Linked DNA regions of Zea mays: region 2 is linked to region 1. Evidence: chromatin contacts called from public Hi-C data. All regions are on one chromosome and are shown on one strand. Each heading gives the region's core, a stretch centred on a gene start, on an enhancer-like site or on the middle of the called end of the contact. The rest is flanking DNA. Distances are from core to core; before and after follow the strand shown. Region 1 has its middle 52 kb from the start of LOC100275926. Region 2 has its middle 7.8 kb from the start of LOC109944561.

The links. Hi-C and Micro-C count contacts between places; a contact is called where the count stands out from the background.
Region 2: a contact with region 1 is called in a Hi-C map of leaf, with 8 times the contacts expected there. The contact joins two enhancer-like sites. A contact is called at or near these places in 3 of 25 Hi-C or Micro-C datasets (ear, endosperm and leaf).

Annotation. Positions count from the first base shown.
Region 1 is chr2:148,390,531-148,396,870 of Zm-B73-REFERENCE-NAM-5.0, forward strand. No RefSeq gene overlaps it. Among protein-coding and RNA genes, the nearest start is that of LOC100275926, 52 kb to the left of the region's middle. Within about 2 kb of position 3,246, at least 13 of the 20 cell types and tissues checked have an H3K27ac peak or open chromatin away from gene starts, as enhancers often do. A contact at or near this core is called in ear, endosperm and leaf, where this site is marked.
Region 2 is chr2:148,535,745-148,542,084 of Zm-B73-REFERENCE-NAM-5.0, forward strand. No RefSeq gene overlaps it. Among protein-coding and RNA genes, the nearest start is that of LOC109944561, 7.8 kb to the right of the region's middle. Within about 2 kb of position 3,592, at least 18 of the 20 cell types and tissues checked have an H3K27ac peak or open chromatin away from gene starts, as enhancers often do. A contact at or near this core is called in ear, endosperm and leaf, where this site is marked.

The sequences.
Region 1 (6,340 bases), core at 1,996-4,495:
AGATGTTCCAGTACATGCAGAGCCTTGGCGCCGCACAGGGCATCCCTCCGCCACCTCCATTGTTCCCTCCAGTTGACCCTACTCTCTTCCACACTCCTGTGAGTATCAAAATTGTAGTTAGATGTTATAATGCATCTGGTATAACACATGCAATCTCTTCTCTGTGCAGGGCCAATCTGGGGCGGCATCCAACAACCCTCCGGAAGGGTTCAGCCCAACGCAGCCCCGGTCAAACCGCCCACCTCCATGAGTGTTGTGTTTTCATTGTTTTAGACTTCAAAACTTATGTATAATACTTATGTCTGTGTTTGATACTTATGTGAGAGCTTGCGACGTTTGAGACTTATGTTTGTGTTTAATACTTGTGTTGAACACTTATGTTTGTGATGAATATTTATGTTTGTGGTGACGGTTTTATGTTTGTGTTGGCTATTTATGTCTGTGATGATATCTGTGATGTATATATGTGATATCTTCTGTTTGTGTGGATGGAATACAAAAAACAAACTAAAGAGGTATATGCTAGTCACTTTGCCGAGTGTAACACTCGGCAAAGAGGCTCTTTGCCGAGTGTCATGGTCATAACACTCGGCAAAGAGCACAGACCTGGGCACCGGCTTAGGTTCTTTGCCGAGTGTTATGTCGCCGGCACTCGGCAAAGAGGTCGTCTTTGCCGAGTGTCGCACAGAACACTCGGCAAAGAACCTGACATGGGGACCCTCCCTGGCGTGTTCTTTGCCGAGTGTCCCACGCGGCACTCGGCAAAGATGGGTTTTTTGCCGAGTGCTGCCCGGAAGACACTCGGCAAAGCCGCCGTCTCCGTCACCCGGCGCCGTAACGGCCGCTTTTCTTTGCCGAGTGCTGTCTGGCACTCGGCAAAGATCTTTGCCGAGTACCCGAGAAAAAGCTCTCGGCAAAGAAGGCTTTGCCGATGCACTGTTCGCCGAGCCTTCTTTGCCGAGTGTTTTCAAGGCTTCGCCGAGTGCTTCAGGCACTCGGCAAAGCGATTGATTCCGGTAGTGAATCTCCAGCAGGCCGTGTAAACGGCTGTACAAAGTACTATTTTGCACTGTAGATTACACTATTTATAAAGTGAAGTTTAAAATAGTGAGTGAGATAGTAGTCTACTAGCGATAGTCTAATAGAGGAGGGAAACCATTGCATATAGTCTTGAGGCACCAGCTCCCAACGGCAAAACCTGAAACCAGTTATTAACTCCGTTTTCTTCCTAGGAAAGAACCGAGTAGGCGAAGCAGGCCTCTCTGTTCCTGGCTTACAGCAGAACCAGCTGACTGAGATGTTGTCATGCAACGGGAGAGAGGTTAGCTGACAGAGCCAGTGAATGGTTGCTGTAGCACTGTAGACCTTGATCAGCATGGGAAGCTTCCACTCCATCAAGAGCCAGTTGGTCCTGGCTTAGCAGGCGGCAGCGTTGGCAAACGGAGAACTATTCCCGCACATGATTCCATCCGTACTATCTTATAATATAAAAAATCTTTGCAGCGGGACCAAGGCCGACAGAACTAGATTTGCTGAAGAATCCAGATCTCCTGATCTTCAACAATTTTTTCAGAAACCTGCTAAGAGGTATATGATGGCATGAAGGGCCGAAGGGGGCAGCATGTTTTTTTATGATGTAAATATGAATTGTTTATCTTTTTTTCTAGACCAGTTCAAGACCACTCGAGAGGGGCAATAGTTCAATGAACAAGAAAAGCTAGAGTTTGATGGCAAAATTCGGACTTTGGCAACAGTCTTCGTGCAAAAAAAAAAAAAAAAAAGAAAAGCGATTAAGTGTTGGTTCAGAGTCCAGACTAGTAACTGGATAATCAATGCGTGGAGGGATCAGCGGATCATGCCCAAAACAAAGACACGCCAGTGCCGCCAACAGCTACACACAGTGGAAAGTTTGTGACTTCATTACCTCGATCTTCCCTCTGCCACAAAACAATTACATACGAAAGCAAATGGCGATTCAGCTCCCAAATGATTGTTGGGAGATTGACTAACGACGGATTCTAAACGAAGCAAAAGATTACTCCTAGTCCTAACTGACAGCAGCACGGCAGTTGAGGAGATGGCACATAGACCCTGATCTCTCTACTCTTTACCAAACTAGAAGGTAGATAAAAATCGACATGCATGCAAATGCAGATATCCAAACAGGAACTGGCATGCTCTCATCATAGCAAGTAACAGGTGTACTAGCTCCCAGTTGGAAACGATGAGCTTCCTATTTCCTCGGTGCTGATCCATGCTGCGTCCATGCAACCACTGCACGTAACTGAGTTTTCCTTTATTTCATAGTCTTATCGTGTAGCTCCATATCCTCCTAGACTCTGCCCGACTTAAGGACTTCTGTGGATGACTCTTTCTATTTCCGCCATATATATAGTATAGTCACGATACCGTGGTCGTCGTTACGTGTCGTATTGTCTCACAACGATTGTGCCGCCGTCCTTAGTTGACTCCTCTAATATGGAGTGGTTGAGCGGGTACTACGGACCATTCCATGGCAGGAGGGCTCGCGTACTAACATACTTATTACTACCGTGCCGTGGTTCGAACCACACGCCCCAAAATCCTGATTTTAGGTTTAGTAAAGTTTTTTCTTAGAAGAATCAAATTAAAGTATCTTTTGATGGAGGATTTTACAGTAAAGTGGCCATTTTCAAAATAAATAAATAAACACATATTTAATGTTAAAAATGTTGTTAAATTAAATCTAAAACTTCGAAACTCTGATCTAATTCGAAACTCACCAAAATAAATAAATAGGAAGACTTTCAATTTATTTATTAGAATGGGTTATTCTCTTCATGAAACTATATAAATAGAAACACTCTTTTATTTGAGTTAAAGTAATTGTAAATAAAGATCGGACATTACTTTCTGCTAAAATAAATAAGTTATGTGTGTGCACTACATATCTAAAATCTTTACCAAAATAAATAAGATTAATTAATTAATGTATAATATAAAGATGTTTCAACACATGCTGGATTTCTTTGTTTGTTGCATTCATATTAGAATTTCTCAACCAAATTCAAATTCAAATCCTGAAATCTGAACTAGGAGAGAGTAAATAGAGAACTAGAAAAGAAAATCAGAAAAAAAGAGAAAAGCCTCACCTCAGCCCATTTGCATTCCTGCGGCCCATCTTCTCACCCAAGCAACAACCCACGTCCTGTTCTCCTTTTTTTTTTCATTTCTCTGGCCGCGTATTGCATCAGCATGACGCCATGATGACATCACCCATGAAAAACTACAAGCCTGCTCACACGCAACCGGCTAGCAGTTGGGGCCCACGGGTCGGGTCTCCACTGAATGCGCGTGGTGGAGCCGCTGCACGGTGGGATCAGGCCTTGTTCGTTTGTGCCGGATTGGTGGGTCGGAATGATTCCTAACCTGATTGCTTCTCTAATTTATATAAACTTTGATTGGCTGAAACGATTCCGGGTACAATCCAACACAAACGAACAAGGCCTCAATCGGTCGGATCCTTATTTCCTAGCCTTCCTCCGGATGGAAAGAAATAATCTTGATTATAATCCGGCTCGGATTGAAACAACTGTTCGTTTGAACTTGGATAAAAAACAGAAGCCACCAGGTTTAGAGATTGTCCATTGTTCACAGCCCGGTAAGAAACCTGGTCTCATGTCCTCCGGATTGGTTCCTGGACTAGAATGAGTGGGCCACTGTTTCCTGGTCTGGAACTGTTTCCAACGTGGAATACATCCTAGACAGCCGAACGAGACCTAAGCCGTGTTAGTACCGATGACAGGTGGGCCCCAGTGATCGATTCTTTCTTCCTCTCCTGATCTAGACTGTTCTAGAGTTCCCTGTGGATGTCGCAACGACGTGCCCACACCACCCGGACTCTGTCGCATGTGGGCCCTATGCTTCCGAACTATACGAGGTGTTTGGATTGAGGAATCACTCCATTCAAAATAAGGTGGTGTATTATGGGTAAATTTATCAAATTTGGTGGGATGATCTCGTTCCTCATATTAGTATTGACTAATTATGAGGAATGAGTTGGTGATAGATCAACTAATTTCATTTCACAAACCAACAAAAAAAGTGAGGAGTGCGAAAATGATAGACTAGCTCATTTCTCAAACAAAAACCATATAAATGTCTAGGCACCACACCAATAGGCCATCTTGTACCCACGGTTTGTAGTAACCACCATCACCGTCATGAGGAAGAGAAAGGAGCCACCGTTGTGAGCCGCCATGAAAAAGGAGGATCGCCGCCGACTCAATCCTTGCCACGCTGATGACGAAACCGTGGAGGAGCACCAGGGTAGTCTCGAGCCTCCACTGAAGCGATCCGTGGACTAATCGCACAAGGAAGAGTGGTAGAGTACGCAGGATTGTTGACTTGAGCCAAATCGTTATCGTGGATCCGTGTGCTGCCGTGGGTGGCCCAGCTCCTGCCTCCTCGTCGGTGAGGTATCTCCTCCTGTTTTTGACATCGCTTCCTCTCCGTTTTGAATCAAGTAATGATCGGAGTGGAGCACGGGGGGGGGGGGGGGGGGGGCGTCAGGGCGTGTGCGTGCTCATCGTTGATCACCACCTAGTTTTTCGGTTAGGGGTAGATCAGAGGAGGGAGAAAGTAGGAGAGAGCCTCTATGACGGTCAGATCCTCGATGGCCGACTACGATTTGATGGAAAATAACGGTTCGACATGACTGAGTCTCGGTCATAGATCGATGGATGTGCAGGCGAGAGTTGATCGTGGAGTTTTAAATCTGGAGCCAAACTATCTACGGTAATTGTAGGGACTGCTTTTTCATTTTATATTCTTGTGGTTGTTTGAGTTGTTTTGGTGGCCTTTGGTTTCTATCTCTTCCGTGGCGGCGAGTACTATGGATGTGTGTCTTTAAATATTTTTTCTAACTCCTTTTCCCTACTTTCTTTTGCTCCTAAGCGCTGCAATTTGCACTTTTGAGAACGTGTTAGTCCCGATGGGCACCATCGGGGCATGGAGTACTTTGGGTTATCTGTTTTACTTGTTGCTTCTGTGTTTCTCACTTTGTCTGTTTTGGCCAATTTACCAAAAATCATTGGCCCTTCATTGTTCCCCTATATGACGACATCTGTCGTGCCTATCTTGACGATATCTCTATTTGTTGTTCTCTTGGCGCTCATGGATATCTTGTCTCCATGCCCTCTATTGGATTGTTCAGCCTTTGCGACCAAGTAGTCTAACATTCTTGTTGGACCTGTGCCTGGTGACCAGATTGAGGCGGACTCAATCGTCTTGCACTGGTGACGCCAACCTGTCAAATACGGAAGTTTGGGGTGCCCCCAAGTGGGTTACTGTGCCATCCCATATGGATATAGTGGCATGTCCCACGTCTGATTTGGGACATAAGGTGACGGTTGGTATGCATATTGATATGGCACAGGCGGATATGAGGGTGAAGGTGTCCATGTAGGTGCATTGGGTATTAGTTGGACATTGTTCTTAGGTGGCTCATTAGATCCTACATGTCTCTCACATGGAGGTGAATGGGGTCGTTTGCTGGCCGATTGTTAGGACTGACCTTCTTTTTCACATATTTGGATAGTAACTTATCAAAGGTTGGGTCGGCTTTAACTAGCCGACCTGATGCTTTAGATGTGTTGGTCTTCCACGTACCTATCTCTAGTCGTCGTGGCTTTAAGGTACATGGTCGTCGTTGCTCTTGGATACTACCGGACCGTCCGCCCGATCGCTCCAGACCGTTCGCGATGCACAGAACAGGTCACTGCACTTGGCCACCTACCTGCGCCTGCACCCCAGCATTGGAGGCTGGGATGGTGATCTTCAATGTCTCCCCTCCATCTGGGGTCTTTTCTGCAACCACTTTGCTACAAGAAATTTTGGTGACTTCATCGGCCTCTCGTTGGTCGCCGGTGATATTCTCTTTGCCTTTGCCCTTAACAATCGCACTAGGTCAAATCATGACTTTTTTATCGTCAAAACTGATCATGTTCATTGGAAAGGGTTCTATGTCCACTTGCATTTCTTGGAACTTGAAAGAGAAATGGACTTAAACATTTTCTATAATTGATTTTGGTGTTTGACAACCATCACAAACCTTATGGACTAACTAGTTTGCCAAGTTGATCATTTCTCAGGTGCATAAGTTCATCTACAACTATTCTAAGTCGACTATCCGGAATACCGTAGATTATTCCGGACAGGAGAAGCTTTTTGGAAAAACACCTATGCGCGGACCGTCCGGGCCCTTGTGGCGGACCGTCCGCGACACTAGGGTGAGCCTCGGACAGGAACACTGCAAAAACACAAGTTAACACTATGGACCATTCGATGGAGAAGCAAGCAC
Region 2 (6,340 bases), core at 2,342-4,841, 150 kb after region 1:
GACGGCGCCCGCGCAGGGCCGCTCGCTCCCTCCCGCGTGGACGCTTGTAACCCCCTATTGCAAGCGCACCCGACCTGGGCGCGGGATAAACACGAAGGCCGCAGGATTTCACCTCTCACGCCTGTCTCCCTCCGGCTTCTTCCCCCCTTCGCGCTCCGTCTCGCGCCGACCCATCTGGGCTGGGGCACGCGGCGACAATTTACTCGTCGGTTCAGGGACTCCCCGGGTTCGAAACGCCGACAAATCTTTAGTTCCTAAACTAAACTTTGGTCCCTAGACTAAATGAACCAAATATTCCCTAAATAAGTAAATAGTATAGCTAAAGCCTTAATTTATTGTTATTTTAACCTCCATCTAATAATTCGTTTATTAACTAGATTACGACAACTAAAATGAGCTAAAACTTGGCAAACGACAACTTTATCCCTTATGGCCTTATCCTTTCAACGGCTCAATACATGGGCACTATGAGAAATTAATAGATTCAACCAACCTATTAGCTGGATGTTTCAAACAACTCCTAGCAAATAGTTAGCTAGTCCATTTCAGCTAACAATTTATTAGCTGGCTAACTACTAGCTCTAGTGGTTTCAAACAGTCCCTTAATCTAATAAGAGCAAGTATAATAAGGTGACATAGACGAGCGTCAAGAGGTGCCACATTATATTTGTGGTGGCATAAAAGAAAGAGAATAAAGAGATAAACAAAGTGGTCTGCTTACTAGTAGCTAGCTAAAAGTGGACTACGTACAGACTCCCAACATTTTGTTAGAGGAAGAGATAAACCAAATATTACATGTACAACTTGTATCATGAGAGAGTTATTATATGACTAGGCTTTTAGTTACTATATGTGATATAAAAATATTATAAAATTATAAAACCAACTATGAGCTATATTATTAACATTGCCCTAATGTTGTCTCCTTCTTAGCGGCCCCTCGTATTTACTACCGGGACACAGTATGCAGGCTCACTTAATACTAACGACCAAGATCGTGGTCCATTCACAAAAGGAATCGTGAATATTTCCATGGGCCATGGAATCTCTCGTCAGCACTTGGCCAAACCGACGAGAGTTAAATAACTTTCATCAACTCAAAATTAGCAGACTAGACGAGAATTAAGCCAAAACACATCGGTCAGGCTAGACGATGGGAGTTTATTAACTTTCGTAGGCTTGGCGCCATGCCGACAGAAGTTAAGTAACTCCCGTCAGTTCCTAGCACACCCCTCTCTCTCCTTCCTCAGGCCTCTCTCCCTCTCACCCACACACACCTCTCTCTAGCCCGTGGAAGAAACCGCCATATTTGTCACACCCAGGTTTCGGGGGCACCAAGACCCAGGTGCGAAATAATCAACATGTGTGCTAGGACCAAGTCTCACACATATGATGAATAGTGGTACAGAAACGAATGTCACATCTTTACTATATAATAGGAGTTCTGTGCAAAATAAATAAATAATTACATCATAAGAAGACAATGATCCAACAACCCAAAGTTGACTGGGAGACGATGACCTAGACCTCTCACGAACTCGTCACAACATCCTCAATGCGCCTCATCCTGTGGTACCTGTTCTTGACCTGTGGGGGTGTGAGACAACAAGAGTGAGCTCACATACGTTCATCGCTCAACAAGTTATGGGGAATAATATGCATGAACTCACCAAAGGTGGGAACTCATATGAAGTGTAAGGCTTACCAAAGAGGATGGTTAAAGCTGAGCATTGCTTTTAAAGTTGGTCAAAATTTTATTAGCAGTTACTAAATATAAGTGAATACCAAACCATATTAATAGTAAATAAAAAAAATAATAATCCCAATGCGATGCATATGACAATTTGAATTTAATTCCATAAGTTAATCATGTGAGTGTCTAAGCTGCTCATGACCGTGAGCACGACTAGTATACCAGTTTTACACTCTGCAGAGGTTGCACATCTTTACCCACAAGTCATGTTACCCATCTGCCAAGGGATCGCGACTTCCCATACACCTCTACCGAGGAGGCGAGGCAGGGTAACACTACGAGGCCTTTACAAAGTTCCACCAGCTTCAGAAAACCCGCAACAGTTTCTAGGAAGCTCCAATGCAGAGATCTCTCGCCTGAGCGCCATCACAGCAAAATCAACCCAAGGACATCCCTACACTGACCACTCCCCTACTGCCCTTGCCCCTTTCGGGTAAGGTAGTCCTCCACTAGCTTTCCTAATTAGTCAGCCAAGGGCGTCCCATACCACCCTTGTGGTAGCACTGTTTTCCCGGGTGGTTCTCCATGTTCCAATTAACATAATGATCTTATCATGAACAGTAAATAACAAACTGATAATAAAAGTATCATCATGAATAACATATATCTCCATAACCAAAACCACATAAAGCAATAGCAGGTACTACCCAAAAATTCAGTGGCAAACAATGTATAAAGAGAGTCAAAGAAGGGTAACCTATTGGGTCCCATCAAAATTAACCTATGCAGATCATTATGATTAATAAGAACATGATTGGGTAAAAAGAAGTGATCAAGGGCACAACTTGCCTCGGACTTGAGATTCTAGGTACCAACTTACTCTTCTAGTGACTCGTAACCTCGCTGCTAGTCGTAGAAAAACATGGTATATGCAAAATTAATATTACACCAAACATAATAACAAACTGCATAATAATAATCTACGCGTCGCTACGAGATCGTGGGTTCGAGAACCGCTAAAATTGGGGTTACAGTTGAAGAGGTATAGTTTATGGAGGACCCACGTGATTAAGTGATTAAAACTAGGTCTTGTTTTGATTTTATAAAAATAATCTAAAGAAATAATTAATTGAACTTTAAATTTATATATAACTTGACTAGAGATCATATTTTAACTAAATTATAATTATGGACATGTTAGCTTTGTTTAGAAGAGTTGATCTAGTAGACATAGGTTAAGTAAATATCTAACTGTAAAATTATGCGATATAGTGTAATTGATGATGTTACTACATAGTAAATATTCATATGAAGCTAACACGACTTGAATAGACCAAATCGGAATTAAAACGAAGAAGTTATTGATTTCCAAAGTTTTAAGTGTTGGATTAAAAAGAACTAAGTGCATAATTTTTTAATCCCAATTTCATAACAAAATAAAGTTACTGGATGATAAACAATATCAATATAGATCTAATGCAACTCGAACAGATCAAATCGGAGTTAAAACAATTAAGTTATGAATTATCTAAGTTTTGGAATTGCTTATATACCTAAAAATACATTTTCTGTATTTATCCTATTATTTCTGGGTACTATTGGTCGCTAGATATATTATCTGGAAAGCACAAGGTCTTTTTCATAAATGTGAGGACCTAACTGCTACGCTTTTTACACTTTAGTGGACGGCAGGTTGATTTAAAAGGAGTCCGAGGGCTCTTTTGCGAAACAGCCATGGCCGAAGGGGTATCAAGATTCTAGGGTCGTTGGATCACCAGCCGATGGCCTAGATTAGATTTTGCTTTATAAATAACTGGTACATCCAACCGTGGCCACCCGATTTCAATCAAATGACCAAGATCTGATGTCGCGAAGGGTGATTCTCTCATTTAATCGTAGCCGTCGATTAGCGCATCTACGGCGCAAGATGTCTACATCCTCCCTGATTTAATCCAGACTGCACCACAATGGTCTGACGGCCAGAGGGTCATCTTCCTCCCGACGAGTGCCATGGCCGTTGCCTAGGGGTCGTGGCGGCGACCGCCGAAGCTGCATTACACTGTGCCATGATGCCCCAAAATCCGATCCGAGAGGTGCTTTACAACGAGGGCACAAAGGAGAAACAAAGGGGAGGGGTCTCACCTAGCATGGGCAGTGCAGAGGGCTCCGCCCACGTCGCAGGGCGGTATTGCGGCGGCGGCTTGATCCCGGTGAGAGATTGGTAGCGCTCTGGTGGACTACATTGCCGAGGCCACAACCACATGTAGCATGCCACCGTGAACCTTCTTGAGTACTTTACTGGCAACAGTCTCGCACCCAGACAAGGAGCAGCCATGGCGGTAATCTCCTCCCCCACCCGACCTCACCAAACCCTGGGTTTGCCTCATTCTTGAAGACAACCTGGCGCCGATAGCCAAGGGATCTCGGTAGGGAGCATATATATACTAGGCACAAGCCTAGGGGTGCGGTGGTGGGGTAACGACCCATGCTGGATTTGAAAACGAGAACCCGAGCAGAACCCGGATAAAATCTCATCCGAGCATTGTTGGTTATGATACTCCGCGCTCGATTGAGGAACAGCTGGCGAGGGCCCCCATAAATCCACAACTGTTTCTGGGGAGAATCATGTGCAGAGGAAACCGGATAGCGATGCTCGAGTCCGACTGGAGGAGGAAGACGACGCAGCTCTGCCGGCCCCACATGCAGTGACACAGGAAAAAAAACAGGCGTGCTCTGTGTGAATGCCGGCTGACAGGGATTCGGCCCATGCGGCCGCAGGGGGGAGAAAATGAGTGGGCCACGAGCTGAGATTCGGCCTAGGTGAGTGCTGGTGTGCCTTTTATTTTTATTTTCTGATTTCTATTTTAAAACATAATCAAACTCAAGTTTGAATTCCAAACTTTTTACCTTTAGATGCATCAATAAAACACCAGCATGAATGCAAAACTATATATATATATTATATATATTTGTTTTATTTTAGTTCTTGTATACATGGTTCCAATCATGAAATAAGGAATAGTTCACATCCCATGAATTTTTAGGGAAATATAATTTATATTGTATATTATATATTAAGAAGTAGTTTTATCATAATTCTTATATAATTTCAATCTGAGGATAATTTAGTTTATCTAGGTATCTTTTTATTTTAGTTAAAAAATATATTAATTTTGGGAGTAGCAACTTCAAATTATGAACATTCTTAAGGAAAGGTGTTTTGATTTAAAATCTTTCGAGAAATTTTCCTTACTTTCACAAGATTGAACTTTAGGGTGTTACAAATTCTAGCCCCTTAAAAATAATCTCATCCTCGAGATTAGTAAGAAAGAGGTTGCAGAAAGTTCTATGTGTAGTTTTAGTTAATTTTTTTAATTTTTTTGTTCCATTAACAAAATGTTTTCCTTTCCAATAAATAGTAGGTTATTAGGAAACATAAGCATCTTTTATGTAAGGCCTCCTAGGAATAATGAGATGTGGTTAGAGCAAGGATAGTAAGAAAGATTAGAGCAAGGTAAGACTCCATCTTGAGTGTTGGTCCCCAACGCATCTAGAGATCTGGGTTGACTTCTATCCTTCGTTTGATGAGGAGGATCTCTTCCTTCTTGAGCTTGGGTGTCACCCACCGGGTTTGGGACAAGAGCCTAAGATACATCTGTAGGTAACAGATGGGTAGAGGGTTTAGTAGGTAGCTATATGCTAGATGGGATTAGTTATGTAACCTGCTTTTGTAGGTCAAGTTATTGGGTAGGGTCAGGTTGATCTAAGATCTCAAACTTGTTTATAGGAGCAGGGTCTAATGTATTTCCTCAACATTAGCTAATCATGTTTGAGTGACTCCCATTAGGTTTGAACATAATAGATTAGATAGGATTGGGTATGACTAGAATGGACTAGTTTAGGTTAGATAGATCTACTAGGGTAGAATAAATATTATTAGGGTATGTTATAATCTTTTGAGATAGTATGGATCATATGGTGTAGGTAGGTTAGAATCTCTGTTAGGTTAAAACAGAGGGGTTATGTAACTATCGGATGGTTAAGGTAGTTGCATATAGCCGAGTTGGTATGTCGTTCTTTAATTTAGTGCAGAGTGAACTAAGTTAAAACATGTGGATATGGTCTAATCTATTTCACAAGTATTAGCTTATCCATTAAGTAACTCACTTTAGATTGGATCATATTAGATTAGAGGGATCTAGATTAGATCGGTATAACCAGGTTAGACTAGGTAATATCTAATTACTTTGGATTAGATCATGGTTGTTACACTAGTGTGGGATAAATATGCTTATTAGGGCAAGATGAATCCATAAGGATAAGGTAGAATCTTTTGAGGTCAGTTAGATCTATTAGGATAAGATAAAATCTTTTCAAGATAAGATGATTCTATTAAGGTAAGAGAGTATCTTTTAAGATAAGATGGATCTACTAAGCTAAATATATTTTAGTGGGGGATAATCTAAGTTGTATAGTTACCTTATAGACATAATTATTATTATTATTTTGCCTATGTGTATATGCAGATGTAACTGCAGATATTACTCCACAACCCATCACACTCAATCAAAGATCCAAATCAGACAAGTATCATAAGAACAAACATTAAAGTACATAGATACTTATAGAATAATTTTGTTTTGGTTC